2 separate regions of the Triticum aestivum genome follow, and region 1 is linked to region 2. A link is a contact called in public Hi-C data. All regions are on one chromosome and are shown on one strand. Each heading gives the region's core, a stretch centred on a gene start, on an enhancer-like site or on the middle of the called end of the contact. The rest is flanking DNA. Distances are from core to core; before and after follow the strand shown.

Evidence for each region. A called contact is a pair of places that touch in the nucleus more often than the background predicts.
Region 1: a Hi-C map of leaf shows a contact between it and region 2, with 7 times the contacts expected there. The contact joins the promoter of LOC123162195 here to the promoter of LOC123160851 in region 2. A contact is called at or near these places in 3 of 5 Hi-C or Micro-C datasets (all in leaf).

The regions. Positions count from the first base shown.
Region 1 is chr7B:387,715,792-387,722,553 of IWGSC CS RefSeq v2.1, forward strand. LOC123162195 (60S acidic ribosomal protein P0) reads left to right here and starts at 4,918. Exons shown (of 5, transcript XM_044579987.1): 1 at 4,918-5,318; 2 at 5,401-5,469; 3 at 6,027-6,125; 4 at 6,212-6,604. The coding sequence starts at 5,061.
Region 2 is chr7B:386,840,503-386,847,582 of IWGSC CS RefSeq v2.1, forward strand. LOC123160851 (serine/arginine repetitive matrix protein 1) reads left to right here and starts at 1,679. Exons shown (of 2, transcript XM_044578705.1): 1 at 1,679-2,402; 2 at 2,471-3,950. The coding sequence starts at 2,103. The coding sequence ends at 2,995.

The DNA.
Region 1 (6,762 bases), core at 3,668-6,167, 880 kb after region 2:
CCACGACATATTTGACTCACCAAATGAAGGAATTGGAAGATGCGTCATGGCGAAAGGTCCTAAGGTAACACATCCCGAGTATGTTGATTTCAATAGTGATGAAGATGACTTGCTAGGTGATGATGATTTACTTGTTGACAACTCTAGTGATGAATACTATGATGAAACGTTAATTAATCATGCTAATCAAGATAAAACAAATGACAATGATAAGGAGAAGATTGAGCTTCTAACTAAAGAATTAAACACTCTTAAGTTAGCTCATGAAACTATCTTTGAAGATTATCGAGAACTTTTAAGGGCTCATGAGAAGTTACGCTTTGAAAAGCTCAATCTTGAGCAAGAGCATGAGTTCTTAAAGGCAATCAATGATGATCTCCGTAAGAAAAGTTCTTCTTACATTGCCAAGCGTTTACTCTTATCTACTTACATGCCTCAAGTCAAGTCTAGTAACAAGTACAAGAAAGATCCTTCCTCTAGTAGTAACAATAACAATGCCAAATCCAATATTGTTGCTTCTAGTAGTTCTCTTGATTCCACTAATGATTCTCTTAGCCAAGTTACACTTGAGCAAGAAAATAGCTTATTGAAGGGAATTATAGAGAAAGGTGTACACAAGAGCCTTGTCGGGAGTAAGCAATTCGAGGAAATTGTACGCAAGCAAGGAAGGCACCGGAAGAATCAAGGTGTTGGTTTTGAACGAAAGTTCAATGCCAATGGAGTTGAGTGGCAAGAAGATCAATACCCCAAGACAAAGTTTGTTCCTGAACAAGAGAAGTATGATCCTACTTCCTTCAAGGGAACACAAGCACAAGATGATCTTCTACCAGAAGACCACAAGAACAAAGGCAAGGACAAGCTTCAAGAGGAGATTGATGCATTTGAAGAAGCACCTAAGGCCTTGGTCAAGTGGGTTCCCAAGACTACGTCAAGTTCTACTTCATCAAGTACAACTACAACTCCAAGGATTCCCATCAAGATGATGTGGATCCCGAAGAAGAAGAACTAGAGAGTTCTTGAGGGTGACTCCGCCAACATTCTTCACTCATATCATTATGGCAAGGACAAGTGCAATCAACTTCCACATCTTGCACTAGTTCAAGGAGTCACAAACCCTCATGATGGTAAGGCAAGGGACAAGGTAACCTAATGATTTAATGGACATCATCTTATGTGAGCATCACTCTATGTCTATGGATATTCTTGTTTGTTCCTTGTGGGACTAACCCATGTAGGTATGTTGATCACTCCAAAGGATTGCTCCAAATGATCTACATCAACATTGAGCATCCACATCTTCAACACCTACATGAAGTCATCATCGACAAAACCCAAGGTTAGTTCATCCCTCTAAGGGGGGATCTCACATCTAGGGGGAGCTTAACTCTAAGAATTGAGTCAAAGCAACTCTAATGGTGTGAACACATCAATGCATTATGTAAAAGTGGTAACCCCACTTGAGCTTAAACGATGAGTGAGGGAGTCCTGGATTAGGGGGTGTCCGGATAGCCGAACTATCATCATCGGCCGGACTCCAAGACTATGAAGATACAAGATTGAAGACTTCGTCCCGTGTCCGGATGTGACTTTCCTTGGCATGGAAGGCAAGCTTGGCGATACGAATATGTAGATCTCCTACCATTGTAACCGACTCTATGTAACCCTAGCCCTCTCCGGTGTCTATATAAACCGGATGGCTTTAGTCCGTAGGACGAACAACAATCATACCATATGCTAGCTTCTAGGGTTTAGCCTCCTTGATCTCGTGGTAGATCTACTCTTGTAATACCCACATCATCAATATCAATCAAGCAGGACGTAGGGTTTTACCTCCATCAAGAGGGCCCGAACCTGGGTAAAACATCATGTCCCTTGTCTCCTGTTACCATCCGCCTAGACGCACAGTTCGGGACCCCCTACCCGAGATCCGCCGGTTTTGACACCGACATTGGTGCTTTCATTGAGAGTTCCTCTGTGCCGTCGCAATCAGGAGGGATGCCTCTTCCCGTCTTTAAAGACGGCGCCGTCATCAAGGGAGCTTTGGCCCCCGGCCAAACTATCCGGCTAGGCGGTTTTCTTATGACCGCCTGTTCGGCCGCCGCTTCGACAATGACCTCTCGAGTCATCAAAAGCGATCTTCACGTCAACTCGGAATTCGCCGAGCAGCTAGATCCGATGGAGCTCTCCTCCGTAAACGAGCTCTTGGATCGCATCGCCGCCCTGGGAGTCGCCATGGACTACGATCAGATTGGGATTAAAACCGATCTGAGAGAAATTAATTCTCCCCAGGCTACCACCATGTTGTCGTGGTAGAGGAACAACGCGGCGACTCTTCCTCTATGTTAAAGACCAGTTATGTCCGGATTCCCAATCCCTTCATGCCGGATTCCCATGGAGGGACGGACGTCAATCAAGTACTGAACCTAAAGTCAGGCATCAGACAAGATTTGTTGGATAACATCCAACAACCCAAGCTTCCAAATCCGGAAACTTCTCGGCCTTTGAGCCTTAGATCGGGCGGGGTTCCGAGTTTAATTCCGCCCGCCCACCCAAACATAAGTGATCTATCTCAAATACGGCAAGAGCCCGATGAAACAGTACATCACTACTGGGCCAGATTCCTCCTGGTCATGGACAGGATAAAAGACAGCCGTGAGGAAAGCGCAATCTTAATTTTCTGCAACAATTGCACGGACAAGGGAATCATGAACACCATAAGTCGTCGCGAAGTTACACGCTTCGCCGATCTGGCGACCATAGTACAAAAATACTGTGCGATGGAGAGTGCCTGGAAAACCGAAACCAGGTTTTGGGACAATCCGGCCCTGAATACAACCCTAGTTCGAAATAAAAGGGTGCGTCATACTCAAGCACCTGGGTTAAAAACCAAAAAGCAAAGCCCCCCTAAAGGGCACGGAACCGTACTGGAGGGATGGCTCAACGGACCCTGTAAAATCCACAGTACGGAGGGCGCCACTCCAACACATAGCCTTCGAGCATGTTGGATACGACGGCAGGTGGCCAAAAGTGGCGAAGGCTTTCTAGCCCCGGGCAACCAGCCCAACAGTACCAATACGGTATTAACAGTCTTCGAGACTTTCGCATCAAATAACATGCGGAAACGAACAATCCACAGCCTCGCCGAAGTCTACCAAGTAGCAACAACAAAACCATGGAGCGACACGGCTATCACCTTCAATGCAAAACGATGTCATGCAAGTTCTTTCATATAAGCACGTATAACTATATTCGGAATACATGCCTAAATTATATTGTTAAATTGGAGCTAATTCCGTGTTACCCTAGGTTATGATTGTTGCATGATGAATGTCATCCGACATAATTATCCATCACTGATCCATTGCCTACGAGCTTTTCACATATTGATCTTTGCTACGTTACTTTGCCGTTACCACTTTACAATTGCTACAAAACTGCTACTGTTACTTTTGCCACCGTTACCGTTACTTTCATATTACTTTGCTACTAAATACTTTGCTGCAGATATTAAGTCTTTCAGGTTTGGTTGAATTGACAACTCAACTGCTAATTATTGAGAATATTCTTTGGCTCCCCTTGTGTCGAATCAATAAAATTGGATTGAATACTCTATCCTCGAAAACTGTTGCGATCCCCTATACTTGTGGGTTATCAGGCAACTCAAATGCCGGTGGTCCTTGGTTCCTGCACCGGTGGCCTTTTTTCCAGCAAAATGGACGACGGTTGTAGCTTCGCGCATCTACGTTTGCAGCAGAAATGAATGGTGGTATGGAGTGTTAGAGTTCTTCCAGCAATGGCGAAGTCCGTTCCAGCATCTCATGCCTTCGGTTGTAGCAATGACAGTCGTCACTTCCAGCTTTTTGCTGGCGGGTTGCAGCATTCTACCATCGTCGGGTTGTAGCAGCTGCCCCGGCAGTAGCTTTCCTTTTCGCTGGTGGAAGCTTTTTGAATAGACGGTTCCAGCATCCCATTCCGGTGGTTGCAGCATCCGCGTGTCGCTGCTTGTAGAATCGTGTGGACGTCGTCCCCGACCACGGTGCACTGCCGGTTGCAGCTTCCGGTGATGCCGGTTCCAACTCTGGCCGCAACTGATTGCAACACCACAGCTAATGGTGCAGACCAGCGGCGAGCCGACGCAGCCCCACCTCCCCGTTGATACGACGTCCACCACCGCCATAAAGAAAGCACACAACACCTGTAGCTTCCTCGTCTCCTGATTGTTGCGCATGGCGCAGTAGCAGAAAAAGGTCGGGGCATTGAAGGTAGTCGGTTCTGGGGTGTTTTGAAGGTGCAGATGTGGTTCGTGGTGGTGGCAGGCCCACCGGTGGTAGGAGATGAGCCAGACGAGAAGCACGGAGATAAGAGATGAGAGATGAGACAATGAGGAATTTCTGCGGTGGGAAGATAAAAGAGAGGAGCGAGATAAGGATGGGAGGGTGTGGTAATGCGCGGTGACGCACAAAACACGTGGAAGGCTGCAAGCGAGGGCGAGTGCGTGCAACCGGCCGAACATTCGGCCGGCTCACCGATTGTAAACGTTTCCTATAATCAAGCGGGATCAAATTATGTCTCCATATTTTGGTGTTGTGGCCATCACCAATCCTCCTAATTAGATCCTGTGTAAGAGTGTCTCTGACTTCTGCACCCCAAATGGTTCTCGCTAGTTTTTTCTTTTTCTTTTTTTAGGAGTTTAAATGCTTGTTCTTTTTTGAGTGGAAAATGCTTCTCGCTAGGTTTTTTTTTGGAAAATGCTTCTCGCTAGTAAGGCAGAATAGTTCAGCAGGCCCGTTATTTTTTCAGCATCCATTCTGTAAGCAGCTCGGCAAGCCCATTCGGCCCATTTCAGCATCGCAACCCTAGCCAAGCGCAAGCCACAGGACACTGGCAGCTATAAATACCCAACCCCTCCCCAACGAAACCCTAGGTTAAAGCGACGCCGCCGCCGCAAGCCGTCCGCCTCGCTCTTCTCCCGAGCCTGGTCCTCATCCTCTCGCCTCTCTCCCCCCACACAGATTTAGCAATCTAGGTTTAGCGCCTCCGTCCATCTCGTAGCTGCTGCGATGGCGATCAAGAGGACCAAGGCCGAGAAGAAGATCGCGTACGACCAGAAGCTCTGCCAGCTGCTCGAGGAGTACACCAAGGTGCTCATCGCCGTCGCCGACAATGTCGGCTCCAAGCAGCTCCAGGAGATCCGCAAGGGTCTCCGCGGTGACTCCATCGTGCTCATGGGCAAGAACACCCTCATCCGCCGCTGCATCAAGGTGCACTCGGAGAAGACCGGCAACAAGGACTTCCTTGAGCTCAGCAACCTCCTCGTCGTAAGCAGCCGGACTCGTCCCCCCTTTTCTTCTTTTGATTCCGCCGCGAATTTTGAGCTGAAATGGATTCCCCGATTTGTAGGGTAACGTTGGCCTCATCTTCACCAAGGGTGACCTCAAGGAGGTTCGCGAGGAGGTCGCCAAGTACAAGGTAAAATTCAGACCGGATCTTCCATGTCCCCGATTATTGAATTATTATGTGGTGGATTGCTGGTTTGTAGTTGCGGTTAATCGAGAGAGATATCCTACGTCCGTGATGATTATCATGTACCGCTAGAAATATTGCCCCCCTGATATGTGATGTCTGCGTTTGTTTATTGTTCCTGTATTCGACTATACCCTTGCCTAGGTTTAGAATATTTGTAAATTGGCTAGTCTAGTTCTTTTATCCCGATGAATCAGTATGTTACACAAATGCTAGGTAAGTTACACAAATGTTAGTGAAGCAGTACCATTGTATCATTGCCGAATCACAATATGTGTGCAATTTAGCTGTTTCCTAGCAACAAGTATATTTGTCAAAGTTTTATTCTATCTGTCAAATTGGCATGTTTAGATAACAAATGTTATAAATTTGTATAGTTGCTGTGTTCTATTCTTAGCATATGCTATCTTTTTTCTGATGCCATCTGTTCATTTAATGTGATTTCTTTGTCATAAAGTTTAGGACATCCAAGGTTAATTCTGGTCTTGTTTTTGTACACACAGGTTGGTGCTCCTGCTCGTGTTGGGCTAGTTGCACCTGTTGATGTGGTGGTTCCCCCTGGCAACACTGGTCTGGATCCCTCCCAGACGTCCTTCTTCCAGGTTAGCATTTGCTGACAGCACTTCTCACTGGATGCTTTCATTTCAATCACATTTTATCACGAGTTCTTACTGTTTGTCTTGTTAAGGTGCTCAACATTCCCACCAAGATTAACAAGGGCACTGTGGAAATTACTATCCCTGTGGAGCTGATAAAGAAGGGTGACAAGGTGGGCTCCTCTGAGTCTGCCCTGCTTGCCAAGCTTGGTATCCGCCCCTTCTCTTATGGGCTGGTCATCTGCAATGTCTATGACAGCGGGTCAGTCTTCAGCCCTGAGGTTCTTGACCTCACCGAGGAAGACCTGATGGACAAGTTTGCTTCTGGTGTGTCCATGGTTGCCTCACTGTCCCTGGCGATCTCATACCCCACCATGGCTGCTGCGCCACACATGTTCCTCAATGCATACAAGAATGTTCTTGCGGTTGCTTTGGAGACAGACTACTCATATGATCATGCTGATAAGATCAAGGAGTACCTCAAGGTAATTCTTGTTCTACAATGTTTTGATCCCACTATGAAATCTTAATTTGAAACATGCATTAGAATTTGTTCTTGAACAATGGCATGAACTGACAAGTGATATTTTTGGATAGTGTTATCTCTTCAGTACCCTTAATTTAATCCTGCGGTTTGTGAGAT
Region 2 (7,080 bases), core at 429-2,928:
TAGGTTTCAGTATATTCTGAATCTTAATGTTGAAAATGTCGTCTTTCAAATTTTGCTTCACTTCTTGCATGGTTAGTGTGCTTTGTATCTCTTATCTTCTATTACCTTTTTTTGTTTCACATTTTCACACTCTATCTTGTAGCTTGTATCTGATATTGCCGCCAGGGGTACGTCCTTTTGATAGATATTGGACGAACTAATTCCATATTGTTTTTTAGTGTGTGCATCTGCAATAATGTTGTATGCAGTCAGATATTTTACGGTGGCAGGAGGAAGATCCTGGATGAGTTGAACTAGCATGCAGTAGATATTGGAAATTTGGAATGCATATAAGTCACATCAGCTCATGTATTGGGAACATATACAAGGTTTTCTGTGCGGAAGTATTCAGAATTTACATTGTATCCTTCAAGTTATTGGTCTATCTATCTTCTATTTATCTATATTTCATTTTGCAAACCCAAAAGTAGATCCAAACATTGAACCAGCTTTGAAAAGTGGAACATAATAAATCCAAAACCAAATTCATGTTCTGAAATAGAAGTTGAGGAATGCTAGAGCATGCAAGTTCTGTGTTATTAACAGAAGGTTGATTGGTCTGATAAATTTGCAAATAAAAAAAATAGACATAGAGGTGTCCGCATATTTGTGATAAACTGCTTTGAAGAAATATTTCTTTATTAGTTTTCAATGTGGAGTGCGGAATCCCTTGCTATTTGCTAACCTCTTCTTTCGTACTCATTTTATATTGCTAATTTTCAGTTAGTGTACATGGTAGAACATGTTGGATTTTGAGGAATGATGCATCCATGGTCAATTTTATTCTATAGACTTGATTAAGTTAAAACAAATATTCCAAGGCGATGGAAGGGCGAGATGACTTATTTTTTAAGTGGCTGCTATGCTATGTGCATGCGAACAGTGTGAAAGTTACTGCTTGAAGGAGATATGGTTGTTAAAGAGACACGGTGAGTGTGGTAGAGAATCAATGGAGTTGTTATATGGATGGAATCAACATGTTGTCTTGTTTAACACACTTTTTGGAAGAACAAAAATTTTGATTAATATTTTTTGCCATTCCGTGGCAACGCGCGGGCACTCAGCTAGTATTGATACAATCTGCTAATACGAGCATTCACATTAGTAGTGTGCGTCAGTGCGTGTCACATGGCTGAATACAGAAGGACAATATTTGCACTTGCACATCTGCTGCAACCTATAGCTTTCTCTAGACGAGGGGCTACAGCTGAATCATCGCGGTCGGGGAAGGCCATCCAGGGGAGAGGCTTCGTCACTGCCGCGTAACGTCGTCAATTCAGAGGCTTAGTCGCCATCTGTGGTGGCCGTCGCCCGTCGAGTACCCGTTGTCACCGCTACTTGTAGGACTTCCAGGGAATCTTCCAGGCCATGGCTGCGATCGTAGGAGTCCTCCTGTTGGGATTTGATTCGGGAGCCGATGCGAAGGATTTGGCAAGGATGATTTGGGGAAGGACGCCCGACTCGAGGCCTTGGGTTGGGGATCTTGGATCAGAGTCAGGCCTGAGATCAGAGGCTTTAGGGTTTTTTTTGTGAATGAAAAATGCATGTTATTTACAAAGTGGGAGGATAAGTGTTAATATTTGCTTGACTGCACGTGAGACCTGGGATTTTAATCGTGGGGCTGAAAACGAAGGGATACAAGGATACACAACACACCTCGGATTCACAGGATATGTTGCCTAAATGATGTGCCCTGTTTTGATGGTTGAAAAGCCACTAGATAATTCTAGCTCCCACGCTCCTGCGACGCACCACTCCGGTGCCCGCAGCCACCATTGTCGCCGCCCAGCTCCCTCCATCCCAACAAGGCTACTCCCCGGTCTCGCCGCGGTTCCCTCCGGGATTCCCTATGCCGTGGTTCTTGCGACCAGATCCGCTGGTGGCCCTCTTCCCACAGCTTGAGGGGGGCTCCTTAGATCTGCGTATCCAGACCGGCGCTGCTCTGCCGGAGTGCTGCGCGGCGGCCTCAGGTGCGATAAGGCGTTCCGCAAGGTGTGGTTCGCTTCTCAGGATGCCCTGCTGGATCCCACCCCCAAGCTCCCCGTCCATGGCCTCCTCCGGCCATGTCTGAAAGCGGCGCCGGCTGCCTCCATGTCGGCGGGTCGGCGTGCGGCGCGGGACGCCTCCTCGAGCCCGGCGTCTCCTGTTGCAGGTTCAAGGCGGGGCACATCCTCGAGCCATGCACCTCCTTCTGCGGACTCAAGGTGGTGCCCCGATGCGGACTGCAGCCGGTCGGAGGAATGGCATCTCGTTCGGCCAACATATTGGTGGCGTCAGCGGCGCTCCGACCTCCAGCTTCCGAGCCGCCGACCCGCGTCTTCATTTTCTGCCCCTGGGCAGAGAGCATTCGTCAAGTTCATAGAGTAAGCCATTGTTGCCTCCTCAAAGGACACCTGAAGATTGAATGTCGAAATCCATTCACCTGCCTCAGATGCCGTCAGATTGGCCATCGCGCTCGGAACTGCACCAACCCCCTGAAGACGCCACCACCGCCTCCACCTCAGACGCTTCGCCTGCGGCCACCGTACAACGGTTGCCTAGTTCTTCTGCAGCATGCCTGCACCCCGCTGGACCAATCACCCGCTCGCATCCTGTCGACGGAGAGCCCCGCCATCGAGAAAGACATGTGCCGGCGCCGGGTCGCCACGATGACGACGACGATAATGAGTGTGGTGCGGTTAGCCCTGCTTCGGGCCGAAGGGCAAGGAACAGAGCGCACGACCGCTCGCCTGACGCGTCGTCCCGAGACTCTGTTGCCGCTGCCACCCTGGATTCTCGCGGACGCTCACCTCCGCCATCGCCGCGCACCACCTCTCGAGACATCTCGAGATCAAGACTACCAGCTCTGCCATGGTCTCGCCTCCGCCATTGCCGCGCACCACCGCTCAGGACATTATCGAGATCGAGACTACCAGCTCTGCCATGGGCTGGCTCTGTGGAACCACCGCCGGTCTAGATGCCAGGATCCAGCCGTCCTTCTCGCTGGATGATTGTGAGACGCGAGATTCTTCGATGCAGGCAAAGCCTGAGCTTGTGCTGGCAACACCTGATGGGGAGATCACCCCAGCTCTGTACCCAGGCAGCTGCATCTTTTAACTCCTCTGGTGCGGTACTCTCGACGCCAACCCCTCCGGATATGCAACAAGATACTAGCCCGGGCCTGGACCACAACAGTGAGGCAAGATCTACACCCATCCACTACTCCTCCCCGGGATGCTTGACTGAAGACGCAGCTACTCCAATCTTCATTCCTCGCATGCCGGCCCTGCTGCCGTCTCCCTCGCCATGCACAACTCCCCCAAGACCTCCCAAGGCGAGACACAAAACTTTGGCAGGTGTCACTGGGTTCCAGTTGCAGAGACAAAGCCCACGGCTTCGGGCCAAGAAAAGGGGTGTGCCCATTGCCAAGCTTGCGGAGCAACTTCTATGCCACCGGATGGGCATCGTTGCTGAAGGCGAACAGGTCACGGAGACGGCAATCATCAAGTTTGCTAATCTGTTCCATGATCGCCTTCCTGACATTGCGATTGCGGTGCTGCGTGCGCTGTTTCAGCTTGATTGTGACCTCTCCACCGCGGTCGAGGACGCCCTGGTGCTTCATGGAGGGGAAGGTGGGCCGGATGTGAGCGAGCAGGCTGCTGGGGATGCTTGAAGCTCCGTCTGCCGCTGATGATGTAGCCAAGTTTCTCATGTTAGTGCACCCTAATAGCCGGTCCTTAGTGTGGTTCTGTACGCCTGTTTGTGGTTGCGCCTGTGCGCCACTGAACTTGGGCCTGGCGAGACTGGTCGTCGCTGTAACTACCACGCCTGTTTGTGGCTGCGCCTGTGCACCAATGATCTGGGTCCTAGCGAGACCAAATATGGCTGTAGCGTTCAAGAAGTTATGTGTTCCCCATGTGGGTTATGAGGTAGCTCTGGTTCCCAAATGTTAGAAAACAACTTATCAATCCAGTGCTGGAATGTGCGAGGGCTGAACTGCCCAAATCGAAGAGCTACTGTCCATGAGACCATCGCTGCATCCTCATGTGTTCCGGTTTGCATCCAAGAGTCTAAGCTTCAGAATGTTGACCCGTTGTCGCTACCTACTTAGGTGGACAGCGCTTGAAGAATTTTGCTCAACGGCCTGCCGACGGCACAAAAGGAGGAAACTTGCTCCTCTGGAACGAATCCACTGTTTCGGTCACAAATGTTCAAATGGGCGTCTATTTCCTCTCTGCAGCAGTCACCCTCAAGAATACCTCGGTCCAGAAAACATTCAAGCTAACTACGGTCTATGGACCCACTCGCAACAACAACAAGGATGCTTTCTTCCTTCAGCTAACATCACAAAAACCTCCATCACGCACAAGATGGCTGGTTCATGGGGACTTCAATCAAATATACCATGCCCGAGACAAAAACCGTGCCGATGTGGACCGCAGCCGCCTCGTCCGATTCCGAAACACCCTCAATGCTTGCGAGCTCAAGGAGATCCACCTTCAAAATAGACGTTTTACTTAGAGCAATGAACAAAACAATCCAACACAATGCAAACTCGATAGCTTCTTTTGTAATGTTGATTGGGACATCGACTTCGCGACCCACATTCTCCATGCCCTCTCCTCGTCACTATCAGACCATTGTCCTCTTTTGCTAGCCAACAACTTAGGACCAAAGAGGCCCAAGTCTTTCCGCTTCGAGAACCACTGGACAAAAATGCCCGGGTTACAGAATGTGGTTATGGCAGCTTGGAACGAGCACTCTGGTCATGTGGAGCCTTTCCAAAGACTCTTCAACAAATTAAAGAGAACTAGCCAGAAGCTTCGCAAATGGAGTAAGACCCTTTTTGCACAGTCCAAGATTCAGCTACACATGGCCCTGGAGGTTATATTGCACTTGGACTTGGCCCAGGAACAAAGGGTGCTATCCCCGGATGAGGGGGACCTACGGCAAAGACTTAAGAGAAAGGTCATCGGCTTGGCGGTGTTGGAAAAGGCGCGTAAGCGTCAAAATTCAAGAACTACGAATTTAAAAGAAGGGGATGCCAACACTCGCTACTTCCATCTTCGGGTTAACCATCAGAGAAGAAAGAACTTTATCCACCGCCTAAAGCACAACAATGGATGGGTTACTGAGCACGGGCAGAAAGAAAATATTGTCCATCAACATTGCTAAGAAAGGACCCCGACGCGGCATTGATATCAATTGGGAGATCCTCCCTTCCCCCGGTTGTGACCTACGGGACCTTGATGAGCCCTTCTCACAGGAGGAAGTGAAGGCGGCCGTGTTTGATATGCCGAGCGACAAAGCGCCAGGCCCAAATGGGTTTACTGGTGCTTTCTTCAAGGCTTGCTGGAACATTGTCAAAGATGACATCATGATGGCCATCAACCACTTCGCGAATCTTCACGCTTCTCACTTCCACTGGTTGAACTCTGTGAATGTCGTCCTCATTCCAAAGAAGGACGGTGTTGAGGACATCACCGACTTCCGCCCCATTAGTCTTATTCATGTTGTTGCTAAGATCATTGCCAAGTTAATGTCCAACAGGCTAGCACCCCACATGAATGACCTTGTCTCGCAAGCCCAAAGCGCGTTCATTAAGAAAAGATGCATTCATGACAACTTCATGTATGTGCGCAACATTGCGTGGAGGCTACATCGCAAGAAAACACCGGCTCTTCTATTCAAACTTGGCATCAAAAAAGCTTTTGACTCCGTGAGATGGGACTTCCTGCTTGATTTGCTCCAACACCTCGGCTTCCCTCCTAGATTCTGAGGCTGGGTTTCAACAGTTTTATCTTCGACTTCCTCTCGTGTTCTTCTTAATGGAGTTCCCGGTAACCCAATAAAGCTTAGACAAGGATTGAGATAGGGGGACCCACTATCACCCCTCCTATTTGTGCTTGCCATTGACCCGCTCCACCACATCCTTCGAAAGGCAACGAAACATGAAAAAATGCACCATGTTGGTGCTCAAGCAATTGTTGGGGAACGTAGTAATTTCAAAAAAATTCCTACGCACACGCAAGATCATGGTGATGCATAGCAACGAGAGGGGAGAGTATGTCCACATACCCTCGTAGACCGAAAGCGGAAGCGTTAGCACAACGCGGTTGATGTAGTCGTACGTCTTCACGATCCCACCGATCAAGTACCGAACGCACGGTACCTCCGAGTTCAGCACACGTTCAGCTCGATGACGTCCCTCGAACTCCGATCTAGCCGAGCTTTGAGGGAGAGTTCCGTCAGCACGACGGCGTGGTGACAATGATGATGTTCTACCAATGTAGGGCTTCACCTAAGCATCGCTACAATATTATCGAGGTGGATTATGGTGGAGGGGGGCACCGCACACGGCTAAGAGATCTCAGGGATCAATTGTTGTGTCTATGGGGTGCCCCTTTCCTCCATATATAAAGGGGGGAGGAGGAGAGGGCCGGCCAAGGGGAGAGGCACGCCCAAGGGGGTGCAATCCTACTCCAAGTAGGTTTGCCCCCCCCCCTTTCCTATCCAAGTAGGAAAAGGGGGAAGGAGGAGGTGGAGAGAAGGAAGGAGAAGGGGGGCCGCCGCCCCCTTCCCTTTCCCAATTCGGATTGGGGCAAGGGGGGCCGCGCGCCACCTCCTGGCCTCCCTCTCTCCTTTCCACTAAGGCCCATAAGGCCCAATAGCTTCCCGGGGGGGGGGGGGTCCCATAACTCCCGGTACTCCAATAAATGTCTGAAACCTTCCGGAACTATTCCGGTGTCCGAACATAGTCATTCAATATATCAACTTTCATGTCTCGACCATTTCGAGACTCCTCGTCATGTCCATGATCACATCCGGGACTCCGAACTACCTTCGTACATCAAAACATATAAACTCATAATATAACCGTCATCTAACTTTAAGCGTGCGGACCCTACGGGTTCAAGAACTATGTAGACATGACCGAGACACGTCTCCGGTCAATAACCAATAGCGGAACCTGGATGCTCATATTGGCTCCTACATATTCTACGAAGATCTTTATCAGTTAAACCGCATAACAACATACGTTGTTCCTTTCGTCATCGGTAT